2 separate regions of the Macaca mulatta genome follow, and region 2 is linked to region 1. A link is a contact called in public Micro-C data. All regions are on one chromosome and are shown on one strand. Each heading gives the region's core, a stretch centred on a gene start, on an enhancer-like site or on the middle of the called end of the contact. The rest is flanking DNA. Distances are from core to core; before and after follow the strand shown. Region 1 overlaps MYL12A (myosin light chain 12A). Region 2 overlaps DLGAP1 (DLG associated protein 1).

Evidence for each region. Hi-C and Micro-C count contacts between places; a contact is called where the count stands out from the background.
Region 2: a Micro-C map of CD4 T cells shows a contact between it and region 1, with 5 times the contacts expected there. The contact joins two enhancer-like sites. A contact is called at or near these places in 2 of 14 Hi-C or Micro-C datasets (CD4 T cells and fibroblasts).

The regions. Positions count from the first base shown.
Region 1 is chr18:74,487,713-74,494,283 of T2T-MMU8v2.0, forward strand. The region is part of intron 3 of MYL12A (myosin light chain 12A); the gene reads left to right. Among named protein-coding and RNA genes, the nearest start is that of MYL12A, 14 kb to the left of the region's middle. Within about 2 kb of position 2,504, at least 38 of the 40 cell types and tissues checked have an H3K27ac peak or open chromatin away from gene starts, as enhancers often do. A contact at or near this core is called in CD4 T cells, where this site is marked.
Region 2 is chr18:74,819,590-74,826,160 of T2T-MMU8v2.0, forward strand. The region is part of intron 8 of DLGAP1 (DLG associated protein 1); the gene reads right to left. It overlaps LOC114673842 (a long non-coding RNA gene), which reads left to right. Exons shown (of 6, transcript XR_013408207.1): 2 at 1-3,011; 3 at 5,319-5,449; 4 at 6,010-6,105. Among named protein-coding and RNA genes, the nearest start is that of TGIF1, 150 kb to the left of the region's middle. Within about 2 kb of position 3,567, at least 26 of the 40 cell types and tissues checked have an H3K27ac peak or open chromatin away from gene starts, as enhancers often do. A contact at or near this core is called in CD4 T cells, where this site is marked.

The sequences.
Region 1 (6,571 bases), core at 1,254-3,753:
ACAGTTTTACGGAAACCTAGTTAATGTCAAGAGTAAGGAGGTTAGTAGTGTCCAACACAGAACAGTGGAGTATGGGAAGGTTTAAATGAGACGCCCCCAGATTTGACAAGTCGTTAGTCATGTTTGCTTACCTTTTCTGTCCATAAAGCGATTGTTGTAGCTAATCCCGCACTGAAGAAATGCCCAGTTTTCCCCGTGCTGCTTATTCCATTTTCACTTGATCTTCCATCTTCCAAGTCCCTATATCTTTTTAGTCTAGATTTCTCTGTGTCTGCTCAAATAGCAGGAATTGTGACTTCTCCAATGTTTATCCACATACATTTTACAGTTGTAATGAGTTTACAACTTGTTTTTTCATTTACTAAAATTATATCTCATGTTTTGGCATAGCCACTGTTGTTTTAAGTATATTGGTTTTTCAACCATTCTTAACTTCAATTATCTTTGACGTGGGTATGCTATAAACAATTTTCCAATGATAGATATTTAGCTATCCAGCTATTTTTGTTAGTGAATACATTTTTATTAATGATTAAATAAAGCCTATATAGGCTTTTCTTTTGCATCTAAAGAGAACAATGTACCTTAGAATTATTTCTTCAGAATAGTGCTGTCAAATAGAAGCTTCTGTAATTATGGAAATGCTCTCTGTGCCATACAATAAGGACACTAACCACATGTGGCTATTGAGCACTTAAAATGTGTCTAATACTGGCCGGACGCGATGGCTCAGGACTGTAATCCCAGCACTTTTGGAGGCCGAGGCACGTGGATCACAAGGACAAGAGACTGAGACCATCCTGGCCAACATGGTGAAAACCCGTCTCTACTAAAAATACAAAAATTAGATGGGCGTTGTGGCACACGCCTGTAGTCCCTGCTACTCGGGAGGCTAAGGCAGGAGAATCGCATGAACCCGGGAGGCAGAGGTTGCAGTGAGTCGAGATCGAGCCACTGCACTCCAGCCTGGGCAACAGAGCAAGACTGTTTCAAAAAACAAAAATGTGTCTAATACTGCCAGACGCACTGGTGCAGTGTCTCTCACCTGTAGTCCCAACTACTTGAGAGGCTCAGGTGAGAGGATCGCTTGAGCCCAGGAGTTCCAGGTTGTAGTGCATTATGATCACACCTGTGAATAGCCACTGCATTCCAGGTATCAAACGTTATCAAATACAACTGAGGAACTGAATTTAAGTTTAGCCACATGTGGTTAGTGACGATTGTATTGGACAGCACAATTCTAGAAACTTATATTTTTTAATTATTTAAACTATCGAACCAAAACCTAGACTACAGTTAAGGAAAGGGTAAATATTGTAGAACCAGGTGTGACTTTTAAGCAATTGCTTTTCTAACACTATTGAGAAAATACATACAGTCATGAACTGGATTTAGAGCTGTGCTGCTGGGATGAGGACCACCGCGTCAGCATCATGTGTGCTTACCAGAAATTGGAATTATCCTCCACCCTTTACTCACTCAATCCTAATACCCGGTTTTGAGGCTCAAAAATGTTTTTTAAAGTCTTGTTATTAGGCGTGCTACTGTTTAAGAACTGCTATAGAGTGCTGAACACAAGCTCCCTCCCTTCTAGGAATTTCTGATCAAAGATTTCTAGAATATATAAACTCCCTAAGAGGCTTTGAATTCATCTCTCAGCATGCAGCACATGTTAAGGCAATAAGAAGAGTTCAACAAAGATTTGCTATTAGATTGCCATCTTCCACCATCCTGAAGCAATGCTGTTTTAGTAATGCTAGATGAAGTAATGCTAGATTACCTCAAGGTGAGGGAAAATATCTTGAAGAACACAGCCACAAACACGATCTAGAGCAAAACCTGAAAAACGTAGCTTCTTGTTTTCCTTTTTTTTCTTCTTCCTTTTTATGGAGAACGGGGTCTCGCTATATTGCCCAGGCAGGTCTCGAACTCCTGGGCTCAAGCTATCCTCCCGCCTCTGCCTCCGTGAGAGCTCGTATTACAGGCGTGAGCCACCGCGCCCGGCCGCTTCGTGTTTTTCTTTGTGTGTGCATGTATGTGTGTGCGTTGCCATTTTCTTGATAAAGTTAAGAAAGTAGTTTGAATAAAACTTTCTTGTGGCTAAAGGAGGAATGAAACAGCCATAGGCTGTGGCCGTAGCCTCATAAGGCCGTAAACCTTATGAGGGTAAGCAGAGAGGAGTAGGTTAAAGGATTTAACTCGGGCTGGAACGCGGTTTGAAAAGAGAAAGGGATTCTGGAGCGGAAAAGAATCCGCCCAGGCGCCGCCCTCACCTTCTTAGCATTACATGGGACGAACCCTAAAACCGGTCTTGTCTGAAATTCAAATTTAGAAGAACTGTACTTTTACTTTCTAAATCTGGCAACTCAGGGTTCGGCGCCAGGGGACCCCAAATCCTCGGCGGATCGCGCCCCGCCTGGGTCAAAGGGTACCCCAAATCCTCCGCTGATCGCGGCCCGCTCGGGTCAAATTCCAGCGCCCGGCCCAGCCGCGCCCAGCGGGCCAGGAATGCGGAAGGGCCGCGGAGCTGCCAAAGGAGCAGGGGACGAGGGCCCGGCTGCGGGCGACCGCCGCAGCGCCGGCGCTATATCGCAGCGGATCGGAGCAGGCCGAAGGGCAGTTAAGACCCCGGCCGTGTGCCTCCGGCCCCAGCAGCCCAGCCGCTCGGCTGACACACAGACCCCGCGCCCAGGCGCGAACACTCTGCGCACCCCCGTTCCACTTGGTCCAGCCGCGCCTTCCGGTGCGCCTTCCGCTCCGCCCCTTCAGGCAGGAAGTGTCGGCGCCGCCACTGTCCGGCCACAGCCTAGCGCTCTTCGCTGTCGCTCGTTGTCTCGCGCAGGGCGACCCCGGTTCTGGTGTTTGGCGCCGGGTGAGTGGCGCTCGACTCCGCTCGCGAGACCCCTCGGGCCGCCTCCGTGTCCCCGCGCCCCCTCCCGTCGCGCGCCTGCGGCCGGACCCCGCCCCAGCGCGGCCAGGCGTCGGCGGGACCTGTCAGGCTGGCTGAGAAGGGGGCATGGGGCCGGAGGTGGAGGGAGGAGGGAGGAGGGTTGGCGGTGAGGCCCTGGCCCGGAAGTCCGGAGGCTGGGAGGCTGCAGGCGATGGAGTCGGCCGGGGGAGACGCCCTGCTGGAGAGGTGGCCGGGGCCCGGCGGTGCGTGGGTCGACCCTTCACCACCTGGGTGACCTCACACACCTGGGCCCTGGACCGCCCGCCGGCCCCGGGGTCGACGCCTGCCCTCCCGGCCCAGCGGCGGGCCCTGGCGGTGGATTAGGGCGGACCCGGGCGTGTTGGTGTGGAGTACCTGCCCTGTGCCCAACACTGTCCTAGATGCTTTGGAGGGTGCAGGAGCCTCCTAGTGCACGGTCTTGCCTAAGTGAAGCCTCCAAGGAAGCTATTAGCATGCCGGTAGCCGAGTGTGTGGTTGATACAGGCTCAAATGTAATGATTTACATAGAGTTGTAATTCGCTTAGTGTGTCTTGCATCTTGTAAAGGTTTAGTTTATTCGTGTTGTCTGAAGAAAGGACAATTAACAGAAATAGGGAAAGGTTGCTTGGAAAAGAATCGTGACCTCACTGAAGGCCTTGGATTCAGCCCTAGGAGGGAGAACTTAGCGTTTCCGGCTAGATGTGTGGGAGGTGGTAACGAGCAAAACTCAAAAGCTGGGAATTGTCTCCTGTGAAAAGCAGACCGTAGGGTATGGAACCGAACTATAACGACTTATAGTAGCAAATAAGGGTAGATAGGTAAGTGGGACCTTCTTATGGATGTCTTGAAAACTTAGAAGAAAGAAAAGATTATGTAAGAAGCCATAGAGAGTAATTTTGGAGTCTTCACTAAGGGAGTAATAAGAAAGGGATGTTTAGAGGATTCATTTGGCCGCTTAGTTGAAGGTAGATTTGGCATGGTCTTTTGGTAAGAGAAGAATCAAAGCATTTAGAATTCAGTAGGACCTAATAGATTACCTTGTGAAGCCTTTGCATTTTATAACTGAGTAAAACGAAACCCAGAGAGGTGAGGTAATTTGCCCAAGGTGGTAGACCCTCCTGGACTTCGTAACTAAGAGCACAGCTTTTGCCTTGTTTAGGCTCTGTTGAGTGAAACAACTTTTATGATGGCTGACTCGATGTTCATTTATGCTTTGATGAGACTAAGCTTGGACAAGATGAACTGCAACTTCTAAAGGACAGATCCCCAGACGAGAGTTGCTAAGGTTAGGAAAGGTAACAGGATGTAGAGCCCCAACATGGAGCTAGTTTTCCTTTTCTCCCAAGATTCAAAGACTCCAGGTATATTTGGGGATAAGTTTATCGTACCCTTTTTGCCAGCATCTTTGGGATCTTCCTTCCTCACTCCACACATTTAACTTTGGGGTATCATTGCTTGTTACTCCCAGCTATCCACATTTTCATGGCAGAGAATTTCAGCTGCCTGTATGCAGGATGTTACTGGCTAGTGGTTCAAGCTCTGGAGCTTGATTTCCTGACTACAGATCCTGACTCTAAGTTCTGCCATTTTCTAGCGGTGTGGCAAGTTGTTTATTCTCTTTACCCTGATTTTCGTATCTGAGAGAAGAGAATGATAACAGTACCCATATGATGAGTTGTCGTGAGGATTAAATGTGTTAATACATACAAAATCCTTAAATCAGTGCCTGGCACATCTTTAGCACTCAGTTATTGTCCCTGGTTAGTACTGCTTCTTCCAGGTATGGAGCAGTGGGTAGCTGCTAAGTTTCCTTAGGGATCTCTTGGGGAAGAGACTGGAACCATAGGTAGACCATAGAGAAAAGCCTCATGTTGGAATTCAGATCCGGGACCTACCTTGTAATGAACATATATGTGTAATTCTGTTACAGGAAGGAACTATATATACACACTATACACAACTATATATACTATACATATATATATATGTAGTTGCTTAACTAGGATTATTTGAGCACCTGCCGTGTGCAAGGCACACTACTAAGTTCCACAGTCCAAAGTGGAAAGGCAGAAGGCAGTAAAAGGAATGAATATGGCCAGGCATGGTGGCTCACACCTGTAATCCCAGTGCTTTGGGAGGCCAAGGTAGGAGGGTCATTTGAAGCCAGGGGTTCAAGACCAACCTGGGCAACATAGCGAGACCCTGTCTCTACCCCTGCACCCCCTCCTTGCAAAGTAGCTGTGTATGGTGGCTCATGCCTGTAGTCCTAGCTGCTCAAGAGGCTGAGTTAGGAGGATCACTTGAGTCCAAGAGTTCAAGGCTACAGTGAACTTTGTGCCATAAACCCAGTAAGAGAGGTGAATTTCAAAAACAATGTATTGAGTGAAAGAAGACAGGCATATATATGAATATATACTGTACAGTTCTGTTTATAAGAAGTTCAAAAACAAAACTAATCTATGGTGATAGAAATCTGAACAGTGGTTGCCTATGGGAGATGGTGATTAACTTGGAGAGAATTTTCTGGAACAATGTTAACATTTGTAACTTAATGGGAGTGATAGTTACATGGGTATACACATTATAAAAACTGATTAAGGTTTGTACATTTGACTATATAAATTTCACTGCAGTAAAACAAAATGATATGGGAGGCTCAGAATAGAAAGTTTGCAGCCAACTGGAATGATCATAAAACCTATAACAAAGAAATGTCAGTGTTACATGTATGTGGTAAGTGTTAAAACACATATAGAGTACTAGGGGAAATGCTTCATGGTGTTAAAAAAAAGTTGAAAAAATTGAGTTTGACTCCTTGAAAAAAAATACTTCTAATAATTTATGGAGCTATCTTTTTTGCCTAAATAAAACAATTATATGTCATTAGGTATATGAGGTTAATTTCGGAAGTATTTTAACTTGATATAAACTAAATTCTGTTTATGACTGCTGTTTTCAGACTTGCTTATGTGTCCAGTCATTTGAGTCTTCCAGTTAGAACATTCATCTTGACTACAGTAATAACCACAAGAATCCATGATAAATTTCTAAAGATTCTGATAGACCTTGAAGAAGATGAGGTGGAGTAAAAATGACCTTAGGTTTTAGCCCAAGAACTACTCTCTGCTTTTCTGTGTGAGTTCATCTACTCTGAGGGCTTTACTCACACACATCAGCACTGCTAACAAGACCCCCTCAGAGTCCTGTCCTCTACTAGCATTCTACTGTGGCCCAGCTAAAATTTGAGTTGTTTATCATCCTTTGCTCACAAAACCAGCTCCTCCCTCCTCTCCTCAATTATCTCGTTTTTGAGTGGTGCCTTTATACTACCAGGTTTTCAGTTAGTACTTAGGAAAAAGGACAGAGCTTTGAGGCTCTAATTAGAAAGCAGGAATAACTAGCAAATCAGGAAGTGATTTGCTGGTCAGAGCCAGAGGAATTCAGCCAAAAGAATAGGATGGTGGTGATAGGAATGTTGAGGAAGGGTGACTCGTGCAGTAAAAAGAACCTACAGAACTTGAATGGAAACTAAGTAGAAGGAGTTAAACTTTTCTCTTCAGAAATAGAAAATTCCCTGTGCTATGCAAACTTGACTGTGGTCCCTTGGAACTTGGACTGTGACTATAATTCTGAAATAAAGGC
Region 2 (6,571 bases), core at 2,317-4,816, 330 kb after region 1:
CCCAAAGTGCTGGGTTTACAGGTGTGAGCCACTGCGCCCAGCCCAGAATGGAGTAATCTGATGCTGTCTTACAGATGAGCACTTCACATTTGCAAGGGTGTGTGTGTGTGTGTGTGTGTGTGTGTGTGTGTGTGTGTGTGTGTGTGTTTTAACTCATCTTTCCATTCTCTTCCCCACCCCTCCTTGTGTGTGTGTGTGTGTGTGTGTGTGTGTGTGTGTGTGTGTGTGTGTGTGTTTTAACTCATCTTTCCATTCTCTTCCCCACCCCTCCTTTCCCATCTGCTACCCTCAGGCTGCAGTTCGATTTCACAGATAGAAAAATAAATAAAGCCTATGGCTGGGCGTGGTGGTTCATGCCTATAATCCCAGCACTTTGGGAGGCTGAGGTGGGCCGATCATTTGAGGTCAGGAGTTCGAGACCAGCCTGACCAACATGGTGAAACCCCGTCTCTACCAAAAATACAAATAAATTAGCCGGGCATGGTGGCCTGCCCCAGTAATCCCAGCTACTTGGGAGGCTGGGGCAGGAGAATCGCTTGAACCCAGGAAGCGGAGGTTGCAGTGAGCCCAGATCACACCACCGCACTCCAGCCATGGTGACAGAGCGAGACTTGGTCTCAAAACAAAAAATAATAATAATTAAAAAATCAGCTGGGTGTGGTGGCGGGCGCCTGTAATCCCAGCTACTCAGGAGGTTGAGGCAGGCGAATCACTTGAACCTGCGAGGTGGAGGTTGCAGTGAGTGGAGATTGCGCCACTACACTCCAGCCTGGGCTACAGTGCGAGATGACTCCTCGAATGAATAAATAAATAAATAAATAAAACCTACATTCTTTACCTTGCCCCACTATAATTTGCACTGACAGGAGGGCAGCTCCGTGCTAGGTACAATCCAGGTGCTGCTCTGCTTTGATGCTGCCCAGGACACTGGCCTAAAAGCGTGTTTGCAAGCTCTCTCTTCATTCATTCAAGCTCTGCCTAGTACACACTTTTTGGAAACCATTTCCCAAAATGTGTGCTCTTATACCACATTTCCCACCCAACAGATAACCGAGACAGTGCAAGTAACATAGTTTGAATTAAAGAATAAACTTGCGTTGGCCGGGCACAGTGGTTCACGCCTGTAATCCCAGCACTTTGGGAGGCCGAGGCGGGCGGATCATGAGGTCAGGAGATCGAGGCCATCCTGGCTAACACAGTGAAACCCCGTCTCTACTAAAAATACAAAAAATTAGCCGGGCGTGGTGGCGGGCGCCTGTAGTCCCAGCTACTCTCTCAGCTACTAAGGGAGGCTGAGGCAGGGGAATGGTATGAACCTGGGAGGCGGAGCTTGCAGTGAGCCGAGATCATGCCACTGCACTCCAGCCTGGGAGACAGGACGAGACTCCGTCCAAAAAAAAAAAAAGAAGAAACTTGTGTTGGTAGACACGTAAGTTCATGAACTGCAGATACAAATAGATCGAGCAGCAGATATGTTTATTATCTCAAACAAGCACGGCACTGCTTCCTGGTGTGGATTATATTCCAGTTTTCAAAAGGAACCATAGCAAGTACAAGCAATACGATTTTATTTTGGAGGGATTTCTACCATCATAGGCCAAAGATGTCTCTAAGTATCAACTCTGAAAAAGCAACTATAAATACTGCAAATCGACTAAGCCAGAGGACGGGAATATATATCCTGCGTGTGGTGTGCTGGACTGTGGTGGGGACTTCATGCTTGTGCTCTGGGCTCATGGGGGCAGCTGACTGCTCATAATTAAGGTTGCTGTTGCGGCTGCCCGTGTTCCAGAGAGAACACAAGACGACAGAGCTAAGGTGCAGGAATGCGGAAAAACTTGCAGAAACTAGAGCCAGTCTTCGGATTGAAATGAATTACCAATAAAGGGTTGGGAAATGGATCGAGGGGAGGGAAGCATTTTGATGGCCCCTGCTCCGAGGTTCAGCCCATTTGCAGTTGCTGATAACCTTGTCAGGTCACCAGATAAAGGCAAGTCTTGTCACCCTCAGGCACCTGGCAGCAAGGTAATAAAACGGTTGCCTTATCGTCTGAAGGTGGAGTTAGTCAAACCTCAGCCCAGGGTAATTATAGTAAACTGAAATTGCCTGTCCTTTACAAAAGAAAAGGGGGGGAGGGAGAGAGAAAGGAAAAGGGCTTAAGGCAGGAAATTGTGTTTGTCTTTCTCCTTGGATTTAAAAAAGAAACGAGCAAAACAGCAAGAAGTTTTCCAGGGAGGGAGAAAAACAGCCCAGCTAAACTCCCCTCACCGGGGTTAACAGGATTGCTGACAGATCAAGCCCACGTGATGGTCAAGAAAAGAGGCTCAAGCTGATGAAAATCCAAGAAATCTTCTTAGGAGCCTTCCTTTCTAAATGTAAATGACTGAGTCATTGCTTTGCTAAGGAGGGAAGGAAGTTACAATCACACCAAGTGACTCATTCATTGCTGTTAGCTCTGGCAGTTGGATAAAAAGTTTTAGCAAAGGCAGCAACAAATGTACTTGAAATACTAGCACAGTAAGGGAATTCCTCTCTTTCAGGATGAATGCCATCCACACAAAAGAGCTCCTGTTGACATCTCATTTACAATCTCCCCCAGGACACAGACAAGACCCTTTCAATAAACTCGGCTCAGAAACACCTATTGTTCAAAATCTTCAACTCGCCACAGGCTACCACCACTCCCTACGGCTTTGCAAAATTAAAGATTTAGAAGAAGGATGGGGACGGTGGAAGCTATGAAAAGAGGCAGGAAAAAAGCCCCTTTGACCCGATGTTGTCAGAGAGCGTGCATGAAGAAGAAAGTTAATGGTATTTCCATTTATATAAGAAGTGCCTAAGAAATGCCTGTGACGTTCGTGAACTAGTGATTGTGAATTCCAAATTTGATGCCAACTTTATGTGTAAAGAAGCTAACTCCTGCCAACATTGTGGCTGAATGAACAGCCGGGGCTATGCTTAACCCATTCCCAGCTTACAAAAGCCCCATAGCAGCTGCAGGAAAGCATCAGGTGAGTCTGATACGGGCTGTCTGTTTCCTCTGGGATTTGAAGCTTGCCTGTCCTGTCCAAGTGGAATCTTGTGCCTAAGTGCTAGAGTCCACCCCTCTCCACTGATTCCCTTCTTTCCATTTCTGCCATTTCCCTTCTTCTTTTAATAAAACTTGGGCATTTTCTAGAGTTACATGTTTTTCTTGGGATGTACTTCACATTAAGGAGCATATTTGTGTTTACAGAAACACACACACACACACACACACACACAAAAGAATCGGGCATTTCCCAAGTGGTGATATCTTTACCTTCCTCATCTTTCACTTAAGGTGCCCTATCTCAGTACACGATCCCTTTGTCTGCCCCGAGTTCAGGCCAAAACTCGGCATTATCTGTAAGCACTCTTGGGTCCTCTCTGATCTCTTAAATCCCTCTGGAATCATTCCACATCCTTCTGTGCATCTTTCTGCTTCCCTAGATCCTATACTTTGAAATGTTCTCTTCTGGAGTATCACAGCAACTTCCTTAACCCAAGGTTTCTCCAACTCTGAGTTGTGACTTAATGGGTAGTGAAATCAGATGAGTCATGCAGTTTCACCATTTAGAAAATGCAAAAGGTTAGGTAGAAAATGTCAGCGTACATCCTGTGTAGAAAAATTAAGTCTTGTTGGGAAACTTCTTTCAGTTTGTGTGTGCGTGTCCCCGGATCTGTGTACGTACTGGGCAACAGGGAAAATGCATTTTGTAGGTCAAAATATTTGGAGAAATACTTTTCTACTTAGTCTCACTGGGTCTGTCTTTTCTCTGTTTCCAAACTATTGCGTACACTTAGAGGAAGAGCGGAAACCCTCCAGCAGGTCCTGTCAGTCTGCAGTTTACAAATCTGCCCTCAGGATAAGAGTTCCTGCTCACCGTTCAGGTCTCAGAATTCTCCATCCTCCTGACCACTTTGCCTTCAGTTATTCAACCCATCAGTTTCCCTGGGTTTGCATGTGCAATCGATTCCTCGTTAGGGATATTCTTTCCTCTGGTTTTTCCTTCAGATCTGAGCTTACGTTTGGCCTCTTCCAGGAAGACGCCAGGAATGTCCTTCTGAATGCCCTTCCTCGTTCTCATGAGAACACTGCCGTTTTTAATCAGGCAGAGCACTTATTACATTATGATTATCTTCTTGGTTCCCAACCGAACTTTCAAGCTCCAAGTGGGCAGTCAGTAAATATTTCTTGGTGCATCAAATGCTCCACATTTTACACAGTTCACGTTTGCTTCCTACGAACCAATTTGGATAGTTATAAAGTATCTTATCTCTAGTTTCCTTTAACACTTAAATATCTCTTGCACATTTTCTTTTCAAACACTGCTTCGTTAATTTGCAAATTCATTGAACTCCTATTATTTTGAAAAATCAAAATAATAAAACTTCAAGAAAGCTGTTTGGCTTCTGGCCAGTTAGTCACCCTCTCTGAATGACAGATCTGTAAACAGGAAGGGCAGAACTCTGATCTCTAAAATCCTCTCCAGTCCACTATGACCCTCTAACTTGATCTTTCTCCAGAGAGGTTAAGTGACTTTTCCAAGGTCGTGCAGCTTTTTAGCAGCAGGAGATTTTTTGCCTGTCTATAGATTTTTAAAAGCTAGCAGCAAACAAAAACCAAAAAGTTTACCAAGGAAACTGAGTGCCACTAACAAGTTTGTGTGAAAGAGAATTCATAAAGAAACAGGAGACTTTGAACAAAACACTAAAATCAACAACAACCAAAATGGATTCCTGCCTAGGCAGGTCTGGACTTTAAAAAAAATGGTCTCACTGTGGTTTGCTATTAGATGGAGAGAGATTCAGATTTCATTTTTAAAATGAAAGTGAAAGATTAAAGAATTTTGGCATCCTGACCCTTTGTAGAGGCCATTCCTCAGAGGCACAGTGTGCAGACAAAACTATCCTAGAGGTGCCAACCAAAACAAGCTAATGTCTGCCTCATTCCTGAGCCCTGGTGCCTTGACCAGTAACCACGCTCAGGAAGAAAGCTGCAACTTGCCAGGATGAAATTTGGCCCCAGTTCTTACAACCCTTCCCCCCTTCCTTCCCCTGCCAGAATCACACTGAAGAATTCGCTGCTCTCAAAGGCAGACTTTTTCATTACTTCCTTACATTATAGAGTTTGGGCTTAGATAACCAGTTGTATGAGTAGCAAGTCCAACAGAAATACAACAGCAATAATACTTATTTCCTTCCCTAATGTAATATGTTATACTTCATAAGCCACCATATGCATTTGTTGCTTTTCCCCCTTCTACACTGACCAGCAGTTTTGCTTTGTTTGACAGAAAAGTATGGTAAGAAGAAATTGAATTTGAAGTGCTTTCTTACAAAGGAAAAAGAAAATCACTATTATAACTGTATACCAAACTACTACGTATGTGAGGCCCCAACTTTGACTTCACATCGTTATAGCCAGGTGATGGGATATGGGTGATTTTTACTTTACTCTTTGGGCTTCTCTGAATTTTCCTATTTTTTGAAAAAGAATTACTTTTGTAATTATAAAAAAGTACAAATAAGAATTACATACACGGTTATTTCTTCACTGCTATGACATGACTAGATTATAACTTTTTTTTTTTTTTTGAGACAGACTTTGGGAGTTTCACACTCGTTGCCCAGGCTGGAGTGCAGTGGCACGACCTCAGCTCACTGCAGCCTCCACCTCCCGGGTTCAAGTGATTCTCCTGCCTCAGCCACCCTAGCAGCTGGGATTACAGGCGCCTGCCCCCACACTCGGCTCATTTTCTTTTGTAATTTTAGTAGAGAAGGGGTTTCGCCATGCTGGCAAGGCTGGTCTTGAACTCCTGACCTCAGGTGATTGATCCACCCGCCTCGGCCTCCCGAAGTGCTGGGATTATAGGCATGAGCCACCGCGCCCAGCCTAGATTATGAAATTTTAGTGTTACTATATATGTTGCTGTGTAATTTTTGTTTTGAACCTTTTTTATTTTTCTTTTAATTCCTTTGAGACAGGATCTTGTTCTGTTACCCAGGCTCATTGCAACAAGGTGATTTTCCCGCCTCAGCCTCCAGAGTAGCTGGATTACAGGCCTGTGCCACCACACCCAGGTAATATTTTATATTTTTTGTAGAAATGGGGTTTTGCTATGTTGCCCAGGCTGGTCTTGAACTCCTGGGCTCAAGCAATCCACCCTCCTCAGCCTCCCAAAGTACTGGGATTACAGGCATAAGCTACTGCACCCAGCCTTGAGCATTTGTTTTTTGAAGGAAATTTTATGTGATTATTACGTAAAAAAGGAATACTAAAAATCTCCTAACATTGATATCTCTCTGTCTTTAAATTTTAAAAGCTTAAGGAACATGGACCCATACAGTGCAGCCAAATATTAGCCGGTAACTTCTTTATTTTTTTTTGAGATGGAGTCTTGCTCTGTCGCCCAGGCTGGAGTGCAGTGGCGTGATCCTTGGCTCACTGCAAGCTCCGCCTCCTGGGTTCAAGTGATTCTCCTGCCTCAGCCTCCCGAGTAGCTGGGACTATAGGCGCCTGCCACAACACCCAGCTAATGGTTGTTTT